Regions from separate parts of the Mus musculus genome. Here regions 2, 3, 4 and 5 are each linked to region 1. Evidence: chromatin contacts called from public ChIA-PET, HiChIP or PLAC-seq and promoter capture Hi-C data. All regions are on one chromosome and are shown on one strand. The core of a region is the stretch at or near the end of the contact, and the rest is flanking DNA. Distances in the headings are between cores, read along the strand shown. Region 1 holds the start of Bcr (BCR activator of RhoGEF and GTPase). Region 2 has its middle 25 kb from the start of Gucd1. Region 3 holds the start of 4933407G14Rik (RIKEN cDNA 4933407G14 gene). Region 4 overlaps Upb1 (ureidopropionase, beta). Region 5 holds the start of Upb1 (ureidopropionase, beta).

Region 1 (5,579 bases), core at 1,501-4,000:
ACGCGCTATAGGAAAGGAGAGGAAGGGAGAGGAGAGAGGCTCTGTGCAGAAAAGAACCAGAAGCTTAGTGTTAGCCAGGGTGGTCCTGAGGATGAAAGGCTTTCCTTGGCTGTCTGACGGGGGGGGGGGGGGGGGACCACTATCTGGCTGTGCCCTTGTACTCAACGAGCACTTTGCTATGTCAAGAGAACAGAGCCTGCAAAACCCAACGGACAGCTTCTGAGTTTTAAAAGCAAATTTATTTATTTATAAAATATTAAAAGCTAGCATGCGGGCGCATAAACATAGTCCCAGCTGCTCAGGAGGCCGCAGCCAGAAGTGGATCACTTGAGTCCAGAAGTATGGGCCCTCATCTCAAAATAAATGAACGGTTGAGTACATGGAAAATATTTACAGGAGAGGGAGAGGGAGGAGTGTGGTTCAGTGGCAAAGCGGATGCTGAGCGTGTTAACAGGTCCCGGGGTTCCAACTCCCAGCACCTCACACACCAAAAACTCTGCACAAATTATCATATGGATGAATGGCAGCACCCTCTCCCACCAAAGTACTAATTGCTGTTCCACACATTAATGGTTATATGGGCCCTACCAAGCCTACTGGGAACTTAAGGACCCAGTCAACAGGGGGGGGGGGGGAGAAGAAGAAGAATGTAGTCTTTGGAAGAGTCTCCTTTTTTCAGATGGCCAGGAAATAGGGTTCCAGAGGCCTGAGCTCTTCTCGTCTCGCCTGCCTGGCTCACTTATTGAATGAGCCCATCAGATCATTATGGGCGGCAGCTAGTATTGATTGTGACCCTGTGAGGTCACGGCTTTGGCTTTTTTTTCTCTCCGTTCTCTCTCCCCTCCCTCTCTCTCTCCTCTGTCTCTTTCCTCCCTGTATCTGTGTGTCACTGTCCCTGTTTGTCTCTGTGCTCTGTCTCCATCTCTCTTCTGTCTCTCTCCTGTCTCTGTGTCTCTCTGCCCCAGTCCCCTCCGCCACCCCCCCCTCCCCGTGTGTGTGTTATCTGTCTGTGTCTTTCTCCTTTTTATGTACTGTTAGGGATTAATCCATGTCTTACCAAATAAGACCTCTACCATTGAGCCACGCCCCCAGCGAGGATCAGGCTTTTTAACTTGCTCATTCTACCAAGGAAGTACTTCACTGTTGTGCTTCTGGGATGCCTGCTCTCTCTCTCTCTCTCTCTCTCTCTCTCTCTCTCTCTCTCTCTCTCTCTCTCTCTCTCTCTCTCTCTCTCTCTCTCTCTCTCTTTGTTTTTGTTTCAAAGCTCAGAAGTCAAGTCACCAGCAAAACTATTTCTTCTCTGCAATTGCGTTGTTTACTGCCTGCTGGGCAAGAGGTAGGCGGGGAAGGAAGGAACAAGAGATTAAAAATGTCTACAGAGGGCAGCAGCGAGCTGCACAGCGCTCACAGAGTTCCTGAGCGGGGCTCCAAAGACTCGCCAGCCCTACCAACGTTAACACAAACTGAACCCTACTAGGTGCAGACAACAGGCTGGATGGAAGCGAGTTCCAGGGCCGGAAAGAGAATCCCGGCCTAAGTCAGGGAGGCCCTGCTGATCTGGCTGCTGGCGCTGGGCTCTAATTCTCTAGAAAAGCATGATAACAGTTTATAACCAAGGAAATAACAGTTGTGGAAGCAGGTGTTCTGGTTTTATCTCAGAGCTCGGGGAAACTGAGGCACGGAGATGGGAGAAGTGGTCAAAATTGAAGCTGTTCTTCAGCTGCCAAATCCTATTGCCTTTCACCTCACCCAGCAGGCTGGCCTGGGTTTCATTTTGTATTCTGGAGAGTTCCTGCAGAGAGCATCTCTGCTAAGTGCCTCAGATCCCTAAGCTTCGTTGGGAGCCATTAAAGATTTCCTGTCTTCCACCAGCTCTGTTGCTGAGAAGGAGGTGTGCGATCCTTTCACAGAAAGAAAAAGACCCCGAAAATACTACATTGGCCTCCAGAGGTCAAAAGTCATTACTCAGGAAGGGAGATACGTTGACCGAACAGATGGGGAGACATTCCTAAGTTATCATTCAGTGTAAGGAGTCCGGTGACAACTGAGTGGCCATTGTGAAGCTTCATCACCCACCTCCAGCACCAGAGGTTCACTGGCTAGCACCCGGGCTGTTGGCTTGCACCGTTGACCTGCCCCGGTTGATTTCTCAATAGTTTGGGCCCTGCTGGGTGTTCATTGGTGCGGTCAGCACCGAGGTTGGTGGATGCAGAAAAGAGGAAACAGGCATGAGAGTCTCCGTGGTGAAAGGATCGCTTCGAATCACCCGGTCTGGGGCGCCTCTGTGTACAGAAGGGGATCAGACCGGTTAGCAGCCGTCCCGGGTCCGATTTAAGGACCCAACGCTCTTCCCGCGGCGCGGCCCCTTTAAGAGGCGCGCCCAGCCCCGTCAGCCGCTCCGCGGCCACCGCCCCCCGGTCCTCCCCTTCCTGCAGCGCTGAGTGCGGGCCGGGGCGGGAGTGCGGCGAGAGCTGGCCGTGTCGAGCGGAGCGCCTGCCCGGAAAGCTGCGGAGCGGGGCGGGGCGGCGCGGGAACCGGAGGCGAGGAGCCCGCGGGGCTGCGGCCGTGGGCCGGCGGTGGGCCTGCTCTGCGGAGGACGGCTCCCGCCGCCGCCGCGCGCGCTGCGGAGCCCCGCACACAATAGCGGCGTGCGCAACCCCGCGCCCTTCCCCCCGCCCGCGCGCGCCCCCCACCCCCAGCCGCCGCCGCCGAGCCTCCCACCTCACCTGCGGCCCCCGGGGGCGGGCATTGTTCGCCGCCGCATCCGCGGGGCCATGGGAGCCACCGGGCTCCCCAGCCCGGGCCCGGTGAGAACGCCGCGCCGCCGCTGAGCCGGACTCCGGGCGCGCAGCTCGGCGGCGCAGGTGAGCCGGCCGCGCCATGGTGGACTCGGTGGGCTTCGCCGAGGCGTGGAGGGCGCAGTTCCCGGACTCGGAGCCGCCGCGCATGGAGCTGCGCTCGGTGGGTGACATCGAGCAGGAGCTGGAGCGCTGCAAGGCCTCCATTAGGCGCTTGGAGCAGGAGGTGAACCAGGAGCGCTTCCGCATGATCTACCTGCAGACGCTGCTGGCCAAGGAGAAGAAGAGCTACGATCGGCAGCGCTGGGGCTTCCGCCGTGCAGCGCAGCCCCCCGACGGCGCCGCCGAGCCCCGAGCGTCCGCCCCGCGCCCGCCGCCCGCGCCCGCCGACGGCGCAGACCCGGCGCCCGTCGAGGAGTCCGAGGCGCGGCCGGACGGAGAGGGGTCACCGAGTAAGGGGCGGTCAGCGTCCGCCCGCAGGCCAGCGGCTGCTGCATCGGCGGACCGGGACGACCGAGGGCCCCCCACCAGCGTGGCGGCGCTCAGATCCAACTTCGAGAAGATCCGCAAGGGACCTGCCCAGCCCGGCTCTGCCGACGCCGAGAAGCCCTTCTACGTGAACGTCGAGTTCCACCACGAGCGCGGCCTGGTGAAGGTCAACGACAAAGAGGTGTCCGACCGAATCAGTTCCCTGGGCAGCCAGGCCATGCAAATGGAGCGCAAGAAGTCCCAGCAGAGCGCCGGGCAGGGCCTGGGGGAAGCACCCAGACCCCATTACCGTGGGCGCTCCTCGGAAAGCAGTTGCGGCCTTGACGGTGACTATGAGGATGCAGAGTTGAATCCCCGCTTCCTGAAGGACAACCTAATAAATGCCAACGGCGGCAACAGGCCCCCTTGGCCGCCCCTGGAGTACCAACCCTACCAGAGCATCTATGTCGGAGGCATGATGGTGGAAGGGGAGGGCAAGAGCCCTCTCCTGCGAAGCCAGAGCACTTCAGAGCAGGAGAAACGCCTAACCTGGCCTCGCAGGTCCTACTCGCCTCGGAGTTTCGAGGACAGCGGAGGTGGCTACACGCCGGACTGCAGCTCCAACGAGAACCTCACCTCCAGCGAGGAGGACTTTTCCTCTGGCCAGTCCAGCCGCGTGTCACCAAGCCCCACCACCTACCGCATGTTCCGGGACAAGAGCCGCTCACCCTCGCAGAATTCGCAGCAGTCCTTTGACAGCAGCAGCCCCCCGACGCCACAGTGCCAGAAGCGGCACCGGCAGTGCCAGGTTGTGGTGTCTGAGGCTACCATCGTGGGTGTCCGCAAGACTGGGCAGATCTGGCCCAGTGATGGGGACAGCACCTTTCAAGGGGAAGCAGGTGAGTGCCTTGTGTGGGCATACTTGGACCTGTTCTGGACTCTTGAAGTAGATTGGCATGGGAGAAAATGGGTACTTTTTGGAGTGATTTTCAAGTGCTTTTGTGCCTCTTTGGCCCTGCGCCTGAACTGACTCCACCCCCTTCTTCCTGAAGGGGAATGGATGGGGGTGGGGGAATAGAAGGGAATGGCTGGTGGTGTGCTCTCTTGGGTCTAGATCTAGAGCAAGGTGGGTTTTGCGGAAGTATTGGGAAAGAGATGGCCACGTGCCCTCTCCAAGCTGGACCACAAAGTCGGTCATCTCTGCCACCTGGATTAACTCCTTGAGTGGGGCGCGGGGGGGGGGTGTGTGAGGGGGAGAAGGTGATCTGTGCAGGCTCTCCACAACCCGCCACCTGGTTGTTCTGGTCTTGGAGTGGTAATATGACACGTTGGGGGAACCCAAGATGTGCAAGCTGCCTGAGGGCTTAGATGTGTCAGATTCACTTGTCAGCCAGTGAGCAGGTGAGGAAAGGAAGCAGAAGTTGTGACTCAGTGGGCTACTGAAAAGCAAGAGGTTGAAGATCTTACGTGAGGTAATCCCACACCATCCTGACTGATTTGGCTTGGACAGGTCTTACCCATCATTACTCACCTGTAGACTCCTCCATCAACTGCCACTGAATTTTGTCTGTCGTTCTTTTTCAAACCCAGTGCTGTGCCAGTTCAAGGCATTCTTACACCTCTGAGTTAGGTCTCCAGACCCCACCTTCTTTTCTGGTCTTCCAGCGTGCTCTTGCCCCACTTCATTTTCTCAAGGGTGAGCTTTCAACAGGTTCTTTTTCTATTTTTTATTTTTTTCCAAGACGGGTTTTTGTGTGTGTGTGTGTGTAGCCCTGGCTGTCCTGGAACTCACTTTGTAGACCAGGCTGGCCTCTAACACAGAAATCCACCTGCCTCTGCCTCCCAAGTGCTGGGATTAAAGTGTGCCACCACTGACCAGTTTATTCAACAGGTTCTTGTTTGAGTCTCCTAATCTATGGTCTGACTCTAGCGCTAAGATAAACCATAACTTCTCGGCTGCACACAGCCACCGTTGGGTGTGTGGGGTAATGGGAAGAGGTTATGGGTTCAAGGTCCAGGCTGAATTTTCAATCGGAGTGAGGTGGGAGGGGTGCCGGCAGGCATAGGACTTGGGGGTGTACAGCTGTCAGGAATCTCTTGGCGTCTTTGCCTCTGTTGATTTGAGCTGATCTGGTCTTTTGCTTCACTGATTTTTCCCCCCCTCTTGCTGATGGAGTTGCACGTGCTTCATTTGTCAGAATCCTCTTGATAAAAAGCGAGGCTATTTTTGGCGCTATTAAGCTGCCTTTCTGTGCCCAGCACCCTGTCCTGTTCAGCAGCCTCCCGCTGCTGATCTTCCTTCCATCTGGGTTG
Region 2 (5,579 bases), core at 1,502-4,001, 430 kb after region 1:
TAGGTACATTTGATTCATACTGCTGTCAGTCTCACTATTTCTCTGTTTAGTTTCTCTCTTGATGACCTGTCCACTGGTGAGAGTAGAGTGTTGAAGTCTCCCACTACCAATATGTGGGCTTTGATGTGTAATTTAAGCTTTAGTAATGTTTCTGTTAACGAATGTGGGTGCAATTAAAAAGAGAAAGGGAGGAGGGGGAAGCTGGTGTTGGCACCAGGCATGAGCTGATTCGACTGATGGTAGCAGGAAAGAAAGGAGACCAGTGTTGGTGGCAACTGGCTTAAACTGCTATTGATAGTAACTAGGGAAACTGCCACTGATAGAGGCTATTTGGGCTCCTGTAGGCTTAGATTTTTTTAAAACCTACTTTTATAAGGGTTCTCAGATGCTTAAAACCACCAGGCCTCTACCTAATCAGCACGAGTCAGTGGGAGCAACCAGGACCAGGCAGAATGCCAGGAGTTCTCTGCCATGCCTTTCTCAATGAAGGGAAGATCAGAGACCAATGAAGTGTTGCAAGGCTAGCTATACAAGTGCCCTGTCTCTGTCTATTGAGTCCTACTTATACTCTCTCCAAATATCACATATCCTCTCATAGGTCTTGCCTCAGCAAAACATCAAGGGAGTCTTCATCACATGACACAACCAGAAACTTCCACTTCAGGCTTCCACTGATGTGGCCAGTGATCTCACACACACACACACACACTGGATGAAGCAAAGTAGGCTCCAACATATATACACACACATACATATAGATATGTACGTACATATAGACAGACAGACAGACATATACACAGACAGACAGATATGTATTCAGTGGATGGAGAAAAGCTTCAACAACCTTACATACACACACACACACACACACACACACACACACACACACACACACACGGGGAGGAGAGAGATATTAAAAGCCAGAAGGGGTTTGGACTGTCTTGCCGACTCTAAGAGACCACAAATGCCAGCCCAGGTTACTATACCCAGCAAAACTTTCAATCATCATAGATGGGAGATGTTAGTCTCCCAACATCAATGGACTCAATTCCCCAATAAAAAGACACAGGCTAGCAGAATGGATGAGAAAGCAGGATCCTTCTTTCTGCCACATACAAGAAACATATCTCAGCAATGAAGATGGACATTGCTTCAGAGTAAAGGACTGGGAAAAAGTTTTCCAAGAAAATGGACCCAAGAATTGAACTGGAGGATCCATTTTTGGTGAACACCATGCAGGAGCAACTGCAGTGGGCAACTGAGCTTCCTGGAGACAGCCCACTGTCTTGCATGGCTGCCATGAGTGAATCCTAGAAGGTACAGCCCCAGGAGCTTCATCCTAAGATTTCTTCTGACCTCTGTATCTGATACTATTCTATTTACAGTTGAAGTTATCTTTGAAAAAAAATTAGTATAGGCTTCTTTTGGTCTTGTATGATTTTAGTAAACAACTCGAACCTCTTTCCTGATTCTTCAGTTTTGTCCCAAGCATTTAAAGTTGCTAAATGACATAGCTCCAAGGTGTTATCATCAAATTCCAGCTGCTTTTGTAGCTCAGCATATTGACTTTCACTTAGCAACTGATCTTGGGAAATATTTAAATCTCTGGCCCTATTTCATTGTTCTGTGGCCCTAGCTTCCTCTTTCTTCCATGTTCACCATTGTAACTGAGGGCCATCTTCCATTATAGCTGTTGCCAAATCTTTCCAGTCTTAGAGAATAATTCTGTTCTGAGTTGCCCATGAATTAATATCTGCTTCACATATGGTGAACACATATGAAATGATCGCTTCCTTGAATCTTCTCAAATCTAATACATCTATAGGATTTTCTTTAATTTCTTCATAACCTTGGGGGCATCTATCATTTGCTGGTAAGCCTTACATAGTAACTGGATGAACTAAAGGTTGGTTTTCAAACAACCTTGGGCTTCCTCTCTTCAGTTTCATTATTTGGTGGCATGGTAGGTCCTTGTCTAAATTCCTCTGTGTCTGAGTATTTTCCTTAATTTTCATCTTTCTTTCTAAGGCTTGTCTCTTATCAATTCACTTATTCTATTATTTTAGTATAAAATAGGGTTTATTCAGGGCATAGGGAGAGGAGTTGAGAGAAAGGCAGGGGGGGAAGTGAGAGAGAGAGTAGAGGCCAGCATGAGCATGTGGGGGGAGGGGAGTAGGTAGAGAGGGGCAAGAGGAGAAGAGAGAGAGTAAGAGCCACTTATCATATTTGACACACACACACACACAAACCCCACTATGGCCATTAAGGGTAAAATCTGAACTACCAGACTGATAGTAATTATAATCAGTATTATGTCAATCTCAATTAAGATACTATCTTTTCATTTTCTGCTTATATTTTTCAAGCCATCTGGAGCAGCAGTAGCAGGGTCCCTAGTGCATTGTATTATGGTATTTCCCATCCTTAACTCTCTCTCTCTGAGGACTCCCAGGTGCCTTAACCAAATCTGATGGCTTCTCAGTTTGTCTGTAGCCGGCATGATTTCTTCGTCCATGTGGTCATGCCACACGTTGTAGTGCCAAATGTTGTTCTTCATAAAAATCTCAAATGTTTGCTTTTACCAAGACAGACTTGGGAGCCAGATGCTGGGTTTGAAAGCCTCAGAGAGGCAAAAAAAAAAAAAAAAAAAAAAAATTACCCAGCTGGCCTTCCTCCTCAGCCGACGTCCCAATAGGAAGCTCTTCACACTGTCTCAAAAACCTCAAACTGAATGCCCCCCCTCTTCTACTTCCTGTGCATTTCTCTATCCATCCTCTTGACTTCCTCTTGCTCTTTATGATTTTTTTCCTATGTTCACTTCCTGTCAATTAGATGCTTGCTCCACCTCTTGACCTATGGTTAACTTTATATAATCTTTCTTATGATAAACAGAAACCTCTTGGATTAAAGGTCTATGCTATGGCTGAGTCACACCACAACTAGAAACAGTTTTTTCTTCTTCCAGTAAATAACACAATCCAGATATCCTGCAACATGTCTTATTTTTGAAGTCTTGTTCAACTAAACTGGCTAATCATCTATTGTCTATTCTCATACTGACAGTAGAATAATCTACTCTTTATTCCTAACCCTGTCTTTTCGTGGTCCACTCTGAAACCTATGTCCACATTCCCAAATCACAAGATCCAGGAACTCAGACCTAACCTAGAATGAGTGTTTTCTTTGATTGTTGTCCCAAGCCTATTTTTCTCTTCCAAGTACAATTGCACGCTTATAATGCATGGAAGCTCACGGTGCACATTTTCTAACCTATGAAGCCTTTGCTAGTCTACAAGGGAAGGGGCATGTTCTACTCTAATTCTAACTTTATTATATCTTTTTGGCAAAACAATGTAAATCCCCTTAAACTTTCTATAAACTACCCTAACTTCCCCCAAACTATTTAAATCAAATCACAACTTCTGTAAAAAATCATTGCTTCATCAAAATAAAATTATTTCACCAAAGTTCACCTTCATATTGACCTGCAGGAAAACTGACCAATAAGCCCAAGAAGTCATCATACCAGACTATAGGCAGTAAGGATCTCTCCATGCCCAACCACACCACGCCAGATGTATGAGGACGATAGCAGTGACAGACATGAGAAGGAGCAGCAGCAGCATCAAGAAGTAATCCAGAGATGAATCCCTCAGGACTGTGCCTCTCCGAGGTACATCCATTGTAGCTGTGCAAACTGGTCAACCGTCTCCAGAAATCTCACTTGCCCACTTTCTTAGTTAGGGTTTTATTGATGTGAGCAGACACCATGACCAAGGCAACTCTTATAAGGAAAACATTTAATTGGGGCTGGCTTACAGGTTCAGAGGTTCAGTCCATTATCATCAAGGCAGGGAACATGGCAGCTTCCAGGCAGGCATGGTGCAGGAGGAGCTGAGAGTTCTACATCTTCATCTGAAGGCTGCTAGCGGAAGACTGGCTTGATGAAGGTCTTAAAGGCCATGCCTACAGTGACACACCCACTCCAACAGGGCCACACCTTCTAAAAGTACTACTCCCAGGGCCGAGCATATACAAACCATCACACCCACCACAGTTCCTCCTTTATGGCATCCACCAGACTACCTTGAAGTAGAATTCTCACAGAAGAGTCCAGTGAGGGAAGCCATCAAGTTTAGAGACAGTTGGGGTAGTAAGGATGACCTGGGGGTAGTAAGGATGACCTTTCTCCATTTAAGAAGAAAGAGGAGGGGGGTTGTGATCAAAAGTAGGGAGGAGGACCAAGTCCTCAATGTTGTTTGAGGAGGAAAGGGAGTCAAGGGTGACACTGAGGCAAGCAGTAGTGGGTGTAGTTCCAACAGAGCATGTGAAAATAGCGAGCTTAACAGAGGAGAAAGGAGGTGATCAGGGAGAGGTGACAGCTAAGACAGGCGACCAGGAGGCAGAACCAGCTGTCCATACTTGAGCTCAAAACAAGGGATAGAGGTTTCTCTGGGAAGGCCCTCAGTCTCAGGAGAGCCAGTGGCAGAAGTTCTTGGGAGACTTTGATCTGAGGGGATGGTAGAAGAGTATAGGGCTTTGGGACCACAGGGTGAAGAGGCACCACTGCCAAGTTAATATGTCGGAGATCCTGAACCAAGTGATAGGTTCCATTGGGCTTCTTAACTGCAAGTACGGGAGTATAAAGGAGAACGATCAGAGATAAGGGGATGAAGTCCTCTGAGGCTGTGGGGTGAGAGGGGGAGTATTGAGCCCAGGTGATATATTTGGTGGGATTTTGTAATCATAACGATGAAAGGAGAATGATGCTTGACTAGAGGGTGCCCCATACCTGGGGATCTACCCGGGAGGCTGGTAAGGGAAAGGGTGTGTCAGGTTGTGTGGTTTGGAGGAAAAGGACGAGAAAAAATGGCTGTCAAGGCTAGGGTCAAGCAGATAATGGGGAGCAAGAGAAATAGACATTCCCATAGAAAAGAGAGGTGAATCCCCAGAACTCCATCAGGATTGAGTAGGTGGCCCCCTGCATCCAGAAGGAAGGAGATTGGACACTCTCATACTGTGATGACTACCTAAGGCTCCCTGCCAGAGTTAGTGGTGGCTGGACCAAAGGAGGTTGGGCCCCTTCAATTATCCATGGCCTGGATCTGGGAGATCAGCTGGAGAGGATTCTGGGTCTGATGCCCTTATACCTCCAGGGACATGAGGACAGTCAGTAGCCCGACTATTGATGGCACTTTGACAATGTCGGAATGGCTTATGAGACCTCGGACAGGCCCAGCCCTGTGACTTCCTGACCACAATTGGGACCTTGGAGACTCTTTGGCTCTGGGGGAGTCCCAGGAACCTGGGCAGTTGATGAGGCCGGCTGAAAGGCCTCAGCATCAGGTACTTTTGTTTTTGAACTTTTTCACCTCTCCCATGGTATACCTTAAAGGCAACAGTTAAGACGTCTGCCTGTGAAGTCAGGGGTCCTTTCTCTAGAAGTTTAAGTTTGGCCCTAATATCAAGAGAGCTCTGAGAGAAGAGGTAGGTCATAAGGAGTTGTCTTCTATTCTGGAGTCTTGGGATCCAGAATGTTATATATAAGAGGGCCTTTGTAAGGCATGCTGGGAGTTGAG
Region 3 (5,579 bases), core at 1,441-3,940, 390 kb after region 1:
GTGTGAAGAGTAGATGGGGAGAAGCCTGCCCCTTCTTCTAAGGGGCGAGGCTTGTACCTGGCTGTTGCTAGGTAACTGTTGGGCGGAGCCTAGAAGAATGCTAACATTGATGGTGATGGGAAATCCCAAGCTTGGCAGCCCCAGAGCAGGTCCTCAGAGAAGGAGCACAAATTCTAAGACAATCCTGTGAGCCACACATTGAAAAGGGATCGAGATAATAACGAACAGAGATTAGGTGATTAGGGGGACTTCTGATAAGACCCTAGAAACATAAATGCACAGGGAAACAAGATAATCAAAACAAAAACACAGTGGAGAGGAAAAGCCATGGTCGTTACAGCGCCGCTTCCCCGACATCGGACCTTTTATTGTTATGAGAACAGAAATGTTAGCAGCAAGCTAAGGCTCCGTTTGTGAAATGCTTGCCCCAGAAGCATGAAGCCCTGGGCTGTGACTTCCATTACCTATTTAGGAAGCTGGCTGGGACGGATTGTGCCTATAATCCAGTAGCTGAAGAGGTGGAGACACAAGAATTTCGGGGACTTGCATAGCCAGTCACTTGGCAAGTGTAGTGGGGGATCCTGTCTCAAAAGTGAAGGTGGAGAGGGCTGGAGAAATGGCTCAGCTCTTGCACGTGGAGGCAAGGCAGTGCTGTAGGGTTGGTTCTTTTCGCGGTTGGGAAGATCAAAGTAAGGTTTTCACCTTTGCCTGGCAAGTACTTTTACCCACGGAGCTATTTCACGAGCCACGTTCTTCACTTTAGGGAGAATTGTAGGGACAATATCCTTTTGAAATTTTATAGACGTTTAACTCTCGAGCCCATTTAAGATTAAAACCACAAATGTCATGAAGGGCGGCAGCTGCAGCAGGTGTCCACATTTGGGTGCTGCCCAGTGTTTGTGAGCAGCCAAGTGTGGGGAGCCAAAGATGTCTTCAGTGTATGTCAGCCACGTCAAGGATCTACTCTACAGATCCATGGGAACGTTATCTCTCTAGATGAGCATAATTACGAGACCATCACAGAAATTCACAGCTGGATACAGTGCAGAGATCAACAGATTGTGGGGAGCCAAGCAACAACAGACACATAGCTACATAGCTCCTGCATCTATAGCTTGGGGGGGGGGGGCGGAGATTAGGAGATTGAGACTGCCAGGAAGTCTGCTGTGAGACAGTCTCTCCTAAAACAGCTACATAAATAAGACTGGAACAATCACAATAGCAATGGGCATATTCACATGAATGGGGGGGGGGGTCATTTCACAGTCTCTCACTCCTACACAAAGAACTACAGGCAGCTGTTGACTACTGGGCTGTAGCAGGAATAGTGGGACAGCCTCTAGGGGCCACACAGCCCCAAACGTATCTCCTGCAGGAGAACCTAATTGAAGACTACCTGAGAGACCAAGGATTGCTGGTACAGACAATGCCAACCAATCAAGATCTGCTGTTTAGAAAAGGTGCTTCCTTGGGACCAACGAGGGTATTAAAGGAGCTTGCAGCAGTGTTTAGAAAGCTTGCTGCAGCGTTTCTCACGTGCTCCCAGAGTCTCCGTTGACTCTGCACTACCTCAACACCAACTCCCAAGGGCAGGTAGGGTCAGGCAGAGAGCAGCCCAGGGCACAGGCAACACTGGGAAGGAGTATCAGCCTCTCCTAAGAGGTGAGAACCATTTGATTCTCCAATGCAGGGTGGTCAGCCTTGAAACCATCACTCACAAACAACAGAAACAGACTCAGCAAGGTATGTGTGCGTGCGTGTGTGTGTGTGTGTGTGTGTGTGTGTGTGTGTGTGTAAGAGAGAGAGACAGACAGACAGATTATCAAAAAGAAGCTATCAAGTTGAGAATGTGAGCCCATGGGAGAGGTTTGAGGGAAGGGACCTAGGAGGGGCTGGAGAGAGGAAATGAAAGGGAGAAGTGTTATAATTCTATTTTAATTTAAAATGTTTTCTTTTAAAGAAAGCAAGCTGAACACTATGGGAGGCAAGCCCAGTAAACCATTCCTCCATGAATTCCCGCTTCAGTCCCTGCCTCCAGGCTCCTATCTTGGGTTCCTATTCAGACTTCCTGCCTTGACATCCCATAATGAAGGACTGAAATGTTGAAGTGTAAGCCAAATAAACCCTTTGCTCTCCCAACTTGGATCAGATCATCCTATTTATTCAACCAACAGGGGAGCAAACTAGGGCAGGAATCCAAGGCTATCCTAGATTGCATAGCAAGCTCAAGACTAGCCAGAACCAGTGAGACTCTGCTGCAAATCAAGATCTAGGTAAGTAGTTCAGAGGCACAGTGCTTGTCTGGCATGCGCAGAGCCCAAAGTCAGTCCCCTAGGTCTGCTTTCTGTCTTCCCTGAGCGGCATTCCAGTGGCGAGGCAGATGCACAGCCAGACAGAGCCCTGATCTAACAACAACATGTGTTAGAGACACAGGGGACATTCGTGAACAGAGAAGAGGCCATGTAAGGACACAGAAGGCAGCCATGGCACACCCATAAAAGAAACCTCAAGAGAAGCCAAACCTGCCCACACCCCCATCTTGAACTAGGAGCGACTAGAACTCTGAGGAATAAATGTTTGTTGTCTAAACCACTCCTTCTGTGATGTCACATTATGATTTCATTACACAACTAACATTCTCTCACTATGAGTTCATACACACACACACACACACACACACACACACACACACACACCTACCTCAGCCAGAACATGTGCTCTTACATACTCAGGGTGTGTAGCTATACAGATACAGTTCTAGGAGGCATCCATGCCAAGAGAGGGAGAGGGAAATACTGCCCACTGGCCAGGATCAGTTGTTACAATGGAATCCAGTCTAAGTATACAATAAGCTCCTGAACTTTTAGGGGCATGGGAAATGAGCTGTCTGCTCTCAAATGCCACATTTGCCTTCTTGTCTATGTATCCCAAGTCCCTGAGGCTCAGCAGACTCCCAGAGTGCATAAGGAGATTCCATCAGTTGGGATACACAGGTGTATGACTAAGTCTCAATTTCCAGCTTCATTTTATGCTGGGTGCTTGAAAAACTGTTATTTATTTAAAAGGGGGAGGGTCATTAATTTCACATCTGTATTCAGTCAAATGCCCTTCCCCCACATGCTCTGTAACTGTTAAGACATAGCTCAAGGATAAAATTTAATTCTCTGGCTTGGTATTGAACACCTAGTCCAAGGTTGGCCAGTCAATTGCTATAGTTTCTTGTTAACCTCTGACTAAATTACAAAAGAACACGTCCTTGAAATCTTTCTGACACCCATGTGTATATTTAAATCCAATCCATATGGCAGGATATGATACAATCTTCTAAGACAGACGGTGCAATGGTCACTGTCTCTTGGTATTCACATTCCCATATGAGAATTAAAACTAGTAACTTTCTTTGAATATAAAGCACAGGGAGTTTCTTGGTTTACAACAATAAATTCCTTCATCGAAAGCTGGGAATAGCAGGAAGCCGAAATGCATTGCAAACGTCTGTCCTACTGAATGTAATAGCTCAGGACAATTGTATTAGCCTACGGATGGGAATAATCCAACACAAAACACGTTTGATTCAAAGCAGTGCCACAGGTCCCACAGTGGTTGCATGTGCGCTCTTCATACCACCTGAAAGGTAAGCGTTCTAAAACCTGTACGTTGAGGACTGTCTGGAGAGCAATCATGGTAGGTGGTGTTCCTGAGATGCGGTAGCCAAAGGACCAGGGCTTCTATCCTGCTCATTCAACTGTTTCGCTGTAAGAAAGTGTTAGAGCTGTCTTATAGAGAAGCCTGCATCCCGGGATCCAAACCCTACAAAGGACCATGTCAGTGAACTTGACAGTGGAGTCCCTTCAACCCCATCCAGCCTTTAGGATGAGAGCTCAATTATAACCTGAGGCACCCAGTTCTTGAACCTAGACCCTCGACCACAGAAATGGTCGGATAATACGTTTGTTGTCTGAAGGCACAAATATTAAAGTAATCTGTTATGCAGTAACAGACAGTAATATCCAATGTAGCATAATGTGTGCCACAGCAATGGACATCGGAAACACAAGACCCGACTCCAATTCTTCCTCTGACTTCTTGCCTAGAGCAACCTTTGCCTGACCTGAATGTGAGAGAGATGTTCTCATGGGTCATTTTATACACCACTGTCACGTCTTGCAACCTCTCTTGGTTTTGTCCTTTTGAGAAACTGGAAGCCCGGAACCACTTAAGTTCCTTTTGGCCTTTTGTTTAGACAGAGCAGGTGTTTGGACAAACAGATAAAAAAGTCGGTTTTGAGAAGTAAGAACTGTGCCAAAAACAAGCTGTTTGTTCGTGTTTGGAAGAAGACTCGAGGAGCAGAATTGAAGCAGATGTTCGGTCTGGGAAGAATTGGCTTCTGTCTTTATCAAAATGAGACTTCAGTGGCAATCACGAGCAGCCAGTCCCCCTTGAAACTTGTTCCTGGTGATTTCGCCTTCTTCATGGGCAGCCTAAGCCCCATTGGCAATTGTGACCGGCGACAGAGAGAGCAGCTCTTGGACACTCTAGGTCACTTGAGAGGAAAGGAAGCCAATTATTTTCTCAGGCCTTCTTGTCTCAAGGTTATTCTTTTGGGGGTGTCTGCAGCGGGACTGGCTGAAGCCTGTTTCCTACACGTAGCTCCACTTATTAAAACACAAATCACACACACAACAAGCCAAGCAAAGGGAAGAGGAGGGAAAGGCTGGAGATCAGAGTCATTGAGAGTTCAGGCTAAGAATAGAGAGGAATTCAGAGAGCTGCTTGGCTGTGTGACCTCCTGCAGGGACTTGGCAAAAGGCCAGTGCAGCTCTGGTATTTCTATGCTTTTACAAAGATCAAGTTGGCCTAAGAGGCAGGACACTGGGTACCAGGCTTGGCTCTGGAGTTACAGGAAAGCATAAGCTGACATGAGTACTGGAAACCCAACCTAGGACCTCTAAAAGAGCAGTCAGTGCTCTTAACTGCCGAGCCATCTCTCCAGCCCTTAGACAGCAAGACTTTTAACCGAACTGGAGAAGAAATGGATGAACACAAGATGATGTCATTGATGCCCGACTTTGTCCAATGAGGGTGTAATTGCATGTCCTCAGTGAATGAGGGATAGCTACAATCTCTACTGATTTCACAATCTGTGCAATCCAGTTCCTCTCGCTCACCCTCCCTGAGTGGCACAGATCAGTCCAAGCAACCACCAGCCCCTTGGGAATGTACTGTAGGGAACCAAGCACCTGAATCCACCTCCACTAGATCTTACACTAGTGGGCAGAAAGGACTCATAATTTGGAGATAAAACATTTTATCCTGAGTGGGACAAAGTGATGTACACATTTAATCCCAGCATCCAGGAGGCAGAGGCAGATGGATCTCTGTGAGTTCAAGGCCAGCCTGGTCTACTTGTCATGTGCTGAGACAGTCTGCACTACATAGTAAAGCCCTATCTAAAAATCGGGGGACAGGAGGGGGGAGAGGGGACACACCATTCTGTGATTGCAACTTTTGTGTTCCCAATACTCATGTTCCTAAGTTAGGAATTATATGGGTGCTGGGAATTGTCAGGGGCCATCTAG
Region 4 (5,579 bases), core at 908-3,407, 360 kb after region 1:
GAGCTGCCCATTCTCACGTCGGCTGTTGCCATGATTCCTAAATAGGCCCCAAACACCGTGCCGATGCTAGGTAGATACCACCAGACCGTGTCATGAGGTGATGTGTTTCTTGAAAATTGATCAGTTTGGAACCAGACAAGCACTAGCAAAAACATCTAGAAACATCCGTTCAGCTAGACAGTTCAAAACGAAAGGAGGTGGGTTCGTATAAGACAGGGAGCTAAAGACTGCTGAATGGGTCAGTCATCATATGCATACCTCAAAAACCAAACAAAGAACAGTAACAATAAACCAGTGAGCCCAGGAGAAAACAACCGGGGTGATACGCAGGGAGTATGAGCAGCAAAGAGAGGACAAATCTAGGGTTCCCAGGAAATATGCAGCAAGCTACTCAGTATGACTGGTAATGAAGAACATTGTTATCTCTGCAGTACTGAGACGGAATCTAGCTAAGCCCTGAGTATTCTAGAGAGGGGCCCTATCAGTGAGCTGCTTCCAGGACAAGGAAGACATGCAGACATGCTTAATCATGATGAGGTATCCATTTGGTTAACATCGTGGTAGTTATAAAGATAACTGCTTTACTACAGTATTTCACATTTGCCCAGTGTGGTGGTTTGTATGTGTTTGGCCCAGAGAGTGGCACGATTAGGAGGTGTGGCCTTGTTGGAGTGGGTGTATCACCATGGGTGTGGGCTTTAAGACCCTCATCCTAGCTGCCTGGAAGCCAGTCTTCTGCTAGCAGCCTTCAGATGAAGACGTCGAACTCTCAACTCCTCCTGCACCATGCCTGCCTGGATGCCACCATGTTCCTACCTGGATGATAATGTACTAAACTTCTGAATCTATAAGTCAGCTCCACTGGCTTATGTTGTCCTTATAAGAGTTGCCTTGGTCATGGTGTCTGTTCACAGCAGCAAAACCCTAACTAAGATACCCAGGGTAGTATAACAACATCATACATAGCTGAGAGTCTCAGGGTCCACTCCTAGTTCAATCCTTCTGACTCATTGTTTTAGTTAGGATTCCTGTTGCTATGAAGAGACACCATAACCGCAGCAACTCCAAAGGAAACCATTTCATTGGGGCTGGCTTACAGTTTGGAAGTTCAGTCCATTACCATCATGGCGGGAAGCATGGCCACATGGAGGCAGACATGGTGCTGGAGAGCTGAGAGTTCTACATCTTGATCCTCAGGTAGCAGAGGTGAACTGTGAACCTGGGCTTAAGCCTCAGAGACCTCAAAGCCTACCCCTACAGGGACAGTCTTCCTCCAACAAGGCCATACCTATTCTGAAAGGGCCATACTTTTTATTGGTGCCACTTGCTGTGGGCCAAGCATTCAAACACAGTCTATGGGGGCATTCTTATTCAAACTACCACACCCCGTACAGAAAGGTGCTGTTGTGAGCACCATATGTATGGAGATGACACACATTCTTTACTGTTCCTATATACGTATCCAGTGTTGGGAAGCAAGCAAATGCAAAGAGGTGACTTTAGGTTTAGGGACATGACTCAGTGGTCGAGCACGTGTCTAACATGCGTAAGACTCTGGGCTTAACCCTCAGCACTGAAAACATAGAACTCTGGTGGTATAGACAGTGATAGAATGGTTAGTTTGCCCAAAGACCTAATTTTGAATTCAGTACCACATGCATGCACTCATGTTCATTAATTTAATTAATTTCTACTGAACTAAGTCCCTGGCAAGGTCTAGCTAAAGATCCTGAAAATGATGCCTTTGTCTTTGGACATCCCCCTCCTGTCCAGTAGTTTCCAAACTTTTATAGGTTTATTTCTGAAAAAGCTTCCCTGTCCCCAAAGAAAAAAGATCCCAGTGGTGACTTGCTCTGGCCTGAGGATACCCTCTAGGGGTCACCTCATTCGTTCCTAACCTACCTACCTCTATCTCTCTCTGTCTCTCTCTGTCTCTCTGTCTCTCTGTCTGTCTCTGTCTCTGTCTCTCTCTCTCTCCCCACAGATATGCCGTTCGCTTTTTGTACACGAGAGAAACTTCCTTGGACAGAATTTGCTGAGTCGGCCGAGGATGGGCTCACCACCAGGTTCTGTCAGAAGGTGACCTTAACTGTGCTCCGGTAGCGGTGGCTGGCCAACCCACGCGGGCTGCAGAGCACAGCCACAGCTGTCTGATGTGCCTCTTCAGTGTGGAAAATATTTACCAGAGAAGATTAGATAGTACTTGGACACTTTCATTATTGTCAGGTTTACTTTCATTTTAAGTTTGTAGTTTCAGAGCTACAAGGGCCCTTCCTGGCTTTACCAGTGACAAGCTGCAGCCCGGGGAGAGATGGTTTGGAGTGACTTCATGGAAAATCTGTCAAATGATGGAGCTGCCACTCCAGGATGAGAGTCATTTATCTTCTCTAGACCTTTGCCCTTCCCACTTGCCGTAATTGAGTGAAAGTTTTAACACACAGTCTGTCTCATAGTGTAGAGATTGTTTTTTATTTTTCCTAACCAAAACATCGTTATATATGAGATCTGATCCCAATTATAAAAACTGTCCAGAACACTCAAATCTCTAGAGACAGGAGAGAAAAAAAAAAGTCAGGTCAAAAGGGTTAGGAAAGAAGAGGAGCGTCTGCTAATGGGTGCAGGGAATCCTTTGCAGGCGGTAAGAATGTATCAAAATTAGCTCGTTATAACCATTGCACAACTCTGGGATACTGAGCACCAGCAGCATATATATCACCTTATAGGGATGATTCTGGGTGGGCGGTGGTGGCTCGGGCCTTTTATCCCAGCACTCAGGAGGCAGAGGCAGAACGATCTCTGTGGGTTCTAGGCCAGCCTGATCTACAAAGTTCCAGGACAGCCAGGGCTACACAGAGAAACCATGTCTTGAAAAAGCAAAAACAAAAGAAACAAACAAACAGAAAAGCAAACAAACAAACAAAAAAACAATGGATTTATTCCTTTGAACTATATTTCAGTAAAGCTGTTATGAGAAAAATCCATACTAGTCAAGAAATTATGAATGGTAATGTGTCTTTATTCTCAGCTCCAACAGATTTCTGTTCTCATTCAGACTTTGTATCATGCTTAAGGGGGTTTGAGACAGAGTCATAATCATAGTGATTTTTTAAAAAAGGTGGGCAGGTCATGGAGATTTAGCTCTTGTGCATGGATTTGCATCCATATCTCCAGAGTGGTTTTTCCCCCTTTTAATAAAAGCAAGTGCAGTCTCTTCTTTCTTCGTTCTCCCACCCTCCACTAGGACAGTTCAGCACAGTGGCCCAGGAGTTGCTGGATGCTGCATGTTTGACCTTGGACCTGGACCTCCAAGGAAATAAATCTCTGTTCTCTATGAGCTACCCAATCTCTCTTATTCTGTTGTAACAGCACAAAACAGACTAAGTGGCAAGGTATCTTACTATAGCCGAGAAGAATAGTGATAATTCATTAAGAGTTTTTTTGAGATGGGTACTTACTCTAGGTTTAGTATCCTGGAGCTCTCTAAATATGTCTCCCAATCTATTCTCAAACTCTTAACGTTCTCACCCCAGCCTGCCAAGTCTCAGGACTACAGGTATGAACTACCATACCAGACTCGATTTTACTTATTTTTTAAAAATATCGTTCAGTTATTCTTTGACAGTTTAATACATGTGTATAATATATATTGATCCTATGCACCTCCAAGCTCCTCCCATTCCACAAGACACACCCCCAACATGCCCCCTCCCCCAACCTTTGTGTCCTCTCCTTGGTTTTGGTAATTCAAGAGTACAATTCATTTTTTTTCTTTTTTTTTATTACGTATTTTCTTCAATTACATTTCCAATGCTATCCCAAAAGTCCCCCCCCCCCACTCCCTTACCCACCCATTCCCATTTTTTGGCCCTGGCATTCCCCTGTACTGGGGCATATAACGTTTGCCTGACCAATGGGCCTTTCTTTCCAGTGATGGCCAACTAGGTCATCTTTTGATACATATGCAGCTAGAGTCAAGAGCTCTGGGGTACTGGTTAGTTCATAATGTTGTTCCTCCGATAGGGTTACAGATCTCTTTAGCTCCTTGGATACTTTCTCTAGCTCCTCCATTGGGGGCCCCGTGATCCATCCAATAGTTGACTGTGAGCATCCACTTCTGTGTTTGCTAGGCCCCGGCCCAATTCATTTTTTTTAATCCTATGAAGAATATCAAACTTGTCATCTGCCATGCTTTTGCCTATACAATTCAACTCTATGAAATGTGTCCTCTCTGCTGTACTGTCAAGATCTTGAATTGGAGAAATCTAAAACACTGTAGCCATTGGAGATTCTCCTAGTACCTCTCCCTTCCTGCCCCTGAGAAGCAAATTCTCCTTTCTATTTCTGTGAATTTCATCACTCAAGGATTCCTTTATACATGAAAACCATATATTGTATTTTAATGAGATGATATCATTAGCACAGTGCCCTCAGGGTTCATCAGTCTTGTAACATATGATAGGAATTCCTGGCATGACGTGGGTGGATAATATCTCATTGTCTTCACACACCACATTTTGTTCAGCCCTTCATCTGCTGATGGACAGAGGAAGCTGCTTTTACTTCTTGGCTCTTAACGATAAGAAATAGTGCATCTCTGAATATGGCTTCATCATTACATAGACCTGTCTCACTGAGTGCCTACTGTCTTAGTTAGGGTCTTACTGCTGTGAACAGACACAATGCCCAAGGCAAGTCTTATAAAGGACAATATTTAATTGGGGCTGGCTTACAGGTTCAGATGTTCAGTCCATTATCATCAAGGCAGGAGCATGGCAGAGTACAGGCAGGCATGGTGCAGAAGGAGCTGAGAGTTCTACATCTTCATCTTAAGGCTACTAGCAGAATACTGGCTTCCAAACAGCTAGGATGAGGGTCTTAAAGCCTGCACCCACAGTGACACACTTCCTCCAACAAGGCCATACCTTCTAATAGGGTCACTCCCTGGGCTGAGCATATACAAACCATCACAGCTTACTTTTTCGTTCTTTGAGGTGTGTATGTACAAATAGTATTGTGTCATAGTTCTCTGTTTAACATTAATGAACATCCATATAATTTCCTAGAGTGCCTGTGTCACTTTATATTCTCATCCCACCATTGAACAGGAATGATTATTCATATTCATTCATTTCATATTCTCTCTCTGTGTGTGTCTCTGTCATCTTGGTTTCTCTCTCCATGGTCTCACTATATAGTCCTGGCTGGCCTAGAACTCGCTGTGTAGATCAGTCTGACCTCATGAATGCTAGAATTAAAGATGTATACCATCACATCTGGCTATTGATTATTCTTATGTAAACAGCTGTGGGAATCAAGACAGCATTAGCATTTAGTACTTTTAAAACAAATAATTGTTTGGGGCTGGAGAGATGGCTAAGTAATTAAGAGCACTGACTACTCTTCCAGAGGTCCTGAGTTCAAATCCCAGCAACTACATGGTGGCTCACAACCATCTGTAATGGGATCACATGCCCTCTTCTGGTGTGTCTGAAGACAACTACAGTGTACTCATATAAATAAAATAACTAAATCCTTTTTAAAAAAGTAATTTAAGTAATAGCTGGAACCTAAGTCTATGT
Region 5 (5,579 bases), core at 2,090-4,589, 350 kb after region 1:
GATATTTACAGTGCGATTCCTAACAGTAGCAATGTTACAGTTATGAAGTAGCAACAGAAATAACCCTATGGCTGAGGATCACCACAGCATAACGAACTGTATTAAAGGGATCAGAGGCATCAGGAAGGTTGTCGTCTATGGGACTAGATGAAGTTTCTATGCTCTTTGGAACACAAAGATTTCTAACCATTCACTAACAAAGTAACACTCTTCGGGTGAGTAGGGAAATGGCAGGCAACTCCAAAATGAAGTATGAGGATCAGATGGAATCCCCGGGTGTCTAGTCATTGTCTATCAGTGCTCCAGACAGGTGTTTTTTGGGGGTTTTTTTTGTTTTTATTTTTGTTTTGTTTTTTTTCTTTTAGCTTTGCAGGTGAATCTGGAAGAAACCTCCCACCCTTTTTTTTTTTTTTTTTTTTAATTTTGGTTTTTCAAGACAGGGTTTCTCTGTGTAGCCCTGGCTGTCCCGGAACTCACTCTGTAGACCAGGCTGGACTCGAACTCAGAAATCCACCTGCCTCTGCCTCCCAAGTGCTGGAAAAAAAGGCATGTGCCACCACTGCCTGGCGAAACCCACTTTTTAACGATCAGGAATATACAGAAAAAGTAATGACGTTGAGGGACACTGAGTCGTCTTCTTTGGTGAGAGCGACCTTGTACTTTTGAGAGGATTGATTTTTTTTCAGCCTTTTCTTCTCCAACTTCAAAGTGTATTTTGCTTTATTAAGTAGTTGTCAAGAACAGATATGTATATTTGTTTCTTTGTAAGAAGTCACAGTCATCTGCAGAAAAGGAAGGCATTGGTTGTGACAGACCACGGGGTCCTTTCCGGAGACTGCTACTAAGATAAAGCAAGAATCTTGACATCACTGCTGAAGTTTCCCGGTGAGAAGGTGGGAGTTTAAGACAGACATGCCTCTCAAAGGCATTTGCTGCTCTTCGAGAGGATCGGAGTCTGGGTCCATATTCAGTAGCTCAGAAAGGCCTGTGACTCTAAATTCATGGGTTCTGATACCCTTTTCTAGACTCTGAGGGCACCTTCACACTTGTGATATTCATGAACACATAAGCACACATACACATACATTTTTTAAAAAATAAAAATGAATTTCCTTTTCAAAAAGAAAAGGTTTTAGTACAGATTTTAAGCCCCATGATGGGGCAGGCAGGCACTCACATGACCGATGTGCGCACACACACACACACACACACACACACTCACACACACACACACACACACTCACACACTCACACACACACACACTCTCTCTCTCACACACACACACACACACACACACACACACACACACACACACTGGACCAGGACACCCAAACATGGACGTTTTGTCTCAAGAAAGATTGTGCTTTCTGAGTGTGGTAGGGACCATCTTTAACCCCAACACGTGGAGAGGAAAGCAGGTTTGAGTTTGGGGCCATCCTGTTATACTCAGAAAGTTCCAGGCCAGTCGGGAATACATAGCGAGGCCCAATTTTTAAAAAGGAAAGGAAAAGGAAAGAAGGCTACAATTAGGTGTCTTTACAATAGCCACATATTCAATCGTCCTGGCTTCTAAAGTTACATTGTTTAAAAGGTAGATAGATGTCCATGTAAGGTTGGTTCTAGGAAAGCCGGGCAGTGGTGGCACACACCTTTAGTCCCAGGCACTTGGGAGGCAGAGGCAGGAGGATTTCTGAGTTCAAGGCCAGCCTGGTCTACACAGTGAGTTCCAGGACAGCCAGGGCTACACAGAGAAATGCTGTCCCAAAAAAACAAAAACAAAAACAAAAGGTTGGTTCTAGGACCCCTAGCAATCCCAAATCCTGGAAGCAAGAGTCCCTTCTTTAACATAGTGTTGTATTTGCAGATAAGCTATACCATCTACTTTAAACAGTCTCTAGATAATAATACCTAACTATGTCAAATGTGGCACAAGCTAAGGTCATCTGTGAGGAGGAAACCTCAGTTAAGAAAATGCCTCCGTAAGAAGGGGCTATAGGGAAGTCTATGGGACGGACATTTTCTTAATTAAAGGTTGATGGGGGAGGGCCAAGCCCACTGTAGGTGGGGCCACCGCTGGGCTGGTAGTCATGGGTTCTGTAAGAGACTGAGCAAGCCATAGGGAGCAAGCCAGTAAGCAGCACTCCTCCATGGCCTCTGCATCAGCTTCTGTCTGCAGGTTCCTGCCCTCATGGCTTTTGATGAAGAACTGTTATATAGAACCGGGGGCAAAATAAACCCTTTCCTCTCTGGGTTGCTTTTGGTCATGGTGCTTTACCACAGCAATAGTAACCCCAACTAAAGGTAAGCTTAATCCAGTGTAAGTGCTATATAAGCAACTGACACATTGTATTATTTAGGGACTAATGTGGGGAAGGAGAAAATCCTTACAAAACGGGCACAACTTGGAGGAAACTTTTTAATCAAGTTTGGTTGAATATGCAGCGGCGGGATCTACACTCAGAGTGCCAACTGTCTCTATGTCTTTGTCTCTACTGTCTTTTTGTTATGCTTTGTGAAGTCTCCCACACAAATCTCTCAGCTTCTAGAAAAGGAAGACACTAGAAGCTGTCAGAGAACATCAAAGCGGTGATATAAATATCTTCAGCCACACCTTCTAGCAAGGTGGCGATGCTCTACCACTGAACTAAACTGCGGCAAGTGGTCACCGCATTCCAATTCCACAGATAAAGCAGCAGATGACCCGAGTAGCAGGATAGCTCCCCAGGTCACAGGAGTAAATCAGGGTCTGGGAGTGCTTCCCTGCCACCCCAGCTCCCAAGTATATGGCCTCTGTAAGTTACAGGGAACAGCAAGAGGGTCTTTCTCCACTCTGCAGCTGGCAAAGCGCACATGTGGGCATGCATACCACAAACGGCAGAGATCCCAAAGCGGCATCAGAGTACAGAGAGTAACCTGCTCGGGATCCCATATTCTGCAGTACTGATTCCAGGGAAACCAAACTTGCTTCTGACTCATGTGATTTGTGGCTCAAAGGAAACCAAAGGCCTGGTATTATCATAGTGCCAGGACTCTGGACTGGCCCCTGAAATACTCAGATGCCAAAGTATTGCTTCTTGTGCCCATCAGCAGCCCCGTGTAGTAGTGGGCCGGCGTGGCTGGCTGCCCTGTTCTGCTGACCCAAACCTAGGTAAAGTTACTTCAGCCCATCAAAGATCTAAGGAAGAAGGAGGAAGAAGGAGGCGCCTGTGTTAGGGAAAGCCTCCAGGGGCGACCTGCACTGATCCAACCTGGTCACCAGAGAGAGCGCCAATAGAAAAGGTCTGCCAGGAATGTCCTGAGCATGTATTGGCTGCCCTCCATAGAGGCGTGAGGAGGGTGTTGCCAGCATGTGAACCCTCCTCACAGAGCACCAAATCCCGTGCCTCTGGAGACCTGCCAGGCTGCTGCCTCCTTCTCCCCATACTCCAGGCCGAGGGCAGGCCATTCGTGTGGGACATCAGTCCCTGCAACCAGCTTCTGGCCATGGCGGGACCGGAGTGGCAGTCCCTGGAGCAGTGCCTGGAAAAACATCTGCCGCCTGACGATTTGGCCCAGGTGAAGCGAATTCTCTACGGCAAGCAGACTAGGTCAGAAACCCAGATGCTGAGTTTGGGGCTTTTGGAGTCACCCATCTGTGGGCTGGAGGAGCAAGGGGAGGGTTTCTCGGATGCGACTGGCTCAGTGGGGGCAGTGATGAGGAACCCTGTAGTTCACTTGCAAAGGCCACATGTCGTGAGAGATGAGAATCTTTAGGGAGGTGACTCTTACAAACCATACTTTCATTGCCCCAGACTCCTTGCTTCCCCAGCCCCGCCCCCGCCATCGCCCACCTTGTGTGGAACAAAATAGGACCGAAAATGAATGTGTCTCTTAAAGCTATCTCCAGGGCCACTCCAACTTTCCTCCCCTCCCTAAGCTACTAGCTTTGCCTCAGACCGCAGCTACCTGGTGGGGGGGGGGGGGCTGTCCAATACCTGCAGTGAGGGTCTCGTGAACCATCCTTCCTAGCAGCTTGGAGATAGAGGAATACTGGACCAAACTAACTTTCCAGACAAGAGAATTGATAACTCAAGTTTTCCCACTCTGGGCAAGCTCACCAGATTTTTTTTTATTCCTTTTGTTTTTATTAGAGTTGGGCATCTGGTATAACAGGTATAACAGAGCTGGAGGAAAAAAATACCCCTCCCTCTTGGTCTTCAGTTTCAATCTATTTTTCTGGAGCAATCAGAAAGTTGTCTTCAAATGGACTGTTTCCTTGTCCTTTGCACAAACGCTATAATGGGTTTTCTAGGCTGTTAGAACAGAATGTGAACTCTGACCTTGCTAAACCTCTGTCCAACTCTTGCTTATATTGGCCTGCTCAGGCCTTGTCCAATGTAGCTTGTTTGCTCTCTGGACTGCATGCCGGTGACCCTGCATTAGAACCTTGATCAGCCAAAGATAATTGATGAAATCACTGGTTCCTGGCAACCTTAGGGTTCCTACAGGGAGGCCCGATCCACTAAATCTACCGCAGCAAGTGGGTGGTAGAAGAACTTCATTGGCATTTTGTTAGCTCCCCCACCCCCCACGCACACGCACACACACACACACACACACACACACACACACACACGAAACTGTCTCCATAATCTGTGAGAGGCTAGATGACCCTAAAATGCTCTCACTTTCCACCGTACTTACAAGATCAGCCAGCCATGAGGATGGGGGATGTAGCTCACTGGCCTGCTGGGCATGCCGGAGGCCTGGGTTTCCACAACCCCATGCAAAACCCCCCAAACAACAGCAGCAATACATTAGTTAGATGAGTAGTGTTAGAATCGAGGCTTCCAAAGAAGATCAAAACAAAAACAAAAAAACAAAGCAAGGAGCATCTTAGCCCAAATTCTAGGAATGCTAATTATTCTGTTTTAAGGGTAAAGTGAGCACGTTATCCTGAAAGATTTTGTTGGTGTCTGAGGTAAAATCAAGGGTTATTATGAAGAAAGAAATATTTCCCATAGAAATGACTGGTACACATTCGAGGTAGGACTGAGGCCAGGTCAGAGATTACCGAGTAAGAGGGTTTATATCAGCATTTGGAGAATCACAAAGCAGGGCAGAATTGTAATGGAGGGCACAATGCTAACTGGGGCTAACCTGTGCTAACCTGGGACTAACCTATGCTAACCTGGAACTGCCAGGTCCTAACCCTGGGCTTTGGCTTCCAATACCTGAACAAGTTCCTTTGCCCATTTCCCATTCTTCTCTTAGGTTCTGTTCCCTGATGAAATTTTCACGTTCTATCTCTTAAGGTGTGAACCTTCATGCATGCTTAGTTCTTACAACTGGGTGAGTTTTGGCTGTGAATAGAATTTCCACCTGAAGATAGGAAATTATTCTGTCTTTAAAATACTTAAAAACCCCTCCCACTTAAACTCCTGTTCATTCTTCAGAGGCCAACTTGTACATGGCTGGTTCCCCAAATCATCCTAGCCCTAGATTTCTGGCTGTGCCCAATATACACTGACAATGTTTATTAAATATTTGATAAGTGAGAAAGCTACATAAGTGTGCATTGCCTGCCTACACCAGACAG

What was found. Promoter capture Hi-C pulls out the DNA fragments that hold promoters and counts their contacts. ChIA-PET counts read pairs in DNA pulled down with a chosen protein or histone mark. HiChIP or PLAC-seq counts read pairs in DNA pulled down with a chosen protein or histone mark.
Region 2: a contact with region 1 is called in an H3K4me3 HiChIP or PLAC-seq map of pro-B cells, with 4 times the contacts expected there. The contact joins the enhancer-like site here to the promoter of Bcr in region 1. A contact is called at or near these places in 1 of 39 promoter capture datasets (hippocampal neurons), 1 of 15 datasets of contacts at CTCF or cohesin (the NIH/3T3 cell line), 3 of 484 Hi-C or Micro-C datasets (embryonic stem cells, frontal cortex and nephron progenitors) and 6 of 115 datasets of contacts at active chromatin or transcription factors (the 230-238 cell line, embryonic stem cells, extraembryonic endoderm stem cells and 3 more).
Region 3: a contact with region 1 is called in a promoter capture Hi-C map of pre-B cells, with 9 times the contacts expected there. The contact joins the promoter of 4933407G14Rik here to the promoter of Bcr in region 1. A contact is called at or near these places in 5 of 39 promoter capture datasets (the 3T3-L1 cell line, the C10 cell line, hippocampal neurons and 2 more), 1 of 15 datasets of contacts at CTCF or cohesin (the NIH/3T3 cell line), 24 of 484 Hi-C or Micro-C datasets (the Ba/F3 cell line, the C2C12 cell line, CD4 T cells and 17 more), 10 of 115 datasets of contacts at active chromatin or transcription factors (CD8 T cells, bone marrow-derived dendritic cells, embryonic limb bud and 7 more) and 2 of 9 other capture datasets (embryonic stem cells and liver).
Region 4: a contact with region 1 is called in an RNA polymerase II ChIA-PET map of memory CD8 T cells, with 17 read pairs. The contact joins the enhancer-like site here to the promoter of Bcr in region 1. A contact is called at or near these places in 1 of 39 promoter capture datasets (stem cell-derived epiblast-like cells), 1 of 15 datasets of contacts at CTCF or cohesin (the NIH/3T3 cell line), 16 of 484 Hi-C or Micro-C datasets (B cells, the HL-1 cell line, the N1E-115 cell line and 11 more), 8 of 115 datasets of contacts at active chromatin or transcription factors (CD8 T cells, embryonic forebrain, embryonic limb bud and 5 more) and 1 of 9 other capture datasets (embryonic stem cells).
Region 5: a promoter capture Hi-C map of liver shows a contact between it and region 1, with 3 times the contacts expected there. The contact joins the promoter of Upb1 here to the promoter of Bcr in region 1. A contact is called at or near these places in 8 of 39 promoter capture datasets (the 3T3-L1 cell line, 3T3-L1-derived adipocytes, the HPC-7 cell line and 4 more), 2 of 484 Hi-C or Micro-C datasets (the HPC-7 cell line and liver), 2 of 115 datasets of contacts at active chromatin or transcription factors (embryonic forebrain and large pre-B cells) and 3 of 9 other capture datasets (adipose tissue, embryonic stem cells and macrophages).

Annotation. Positions count from the first base shown.
Region 1 is chr10:75,058,146-75,063,724 of GRCm38.p6, forward strand. Bcr (BCR activator of RhoGEF and GTPase) reads left to right here and starts at 2,751. Exons shown (of 23, transcript NM_001081412.2): 1 at 2,751-4,165. The coding sequence starts at 2,881.
Region 2 is chr10:75,489,325-75,494,903 of GRCm38.p6, forward strand. No RefSeq gene overlaps it. Among named protein-coding and RNA genes, the nearest start is that of Gucd1, 25 kb to the right of the region's middle. Within about 2 kb of position 2,752, at least 35 of the 459 cell types and tissues checked have an H3K27ac peak or open chromatin away from gene starts, as enhancers often do. A contact at or near this core is called in the 230-238 cell line and pro-B cells, where this site is marked.
Region 3 is chr10:75,446,820-75,452,398 of GRCm38.p6, forward strand. 4933407G14Rik (RIKEN cDNA 4933407G14 gene) reads left to right here and starts at 2,691. Exons shown (of 3, transcript NR_045841.1): 1 at 2,691-3,634.
Region 4 is chr10:75,422,509-75,428,087 of GRCm38.p6, forward strand. Upb1 (ureidopropionase, beta) reads left to right here. Exons shown (of 10, transcript NM_133995.4): 4 at 1,985-2,079. Among named protein-coding and RNA genes, the nearest start is that of Upb1, 18 kb to the left of the region's middle. Within about 2 kb of position 2,158, at least 31 of the 459 cell types and tissues checked have an H3K27ac peak or open chromatin away from gene starts, as enhancers often do. A contact at or near this core is called in CD8 T cells, Th1 cells, group 2 innate lymphoid cells and 3 more, where this site is marked.
Region 5 is chr10:75,403,572-75,409,150 of GRCm38.p6, forward strand. Upb1 (ureidopropionase, beta) reads left to right here and starts at 3,340. Exons shown (of 10, transcript NM_133995.4): 1 at 3,340-3,588. The coding sequence starts at 3,485.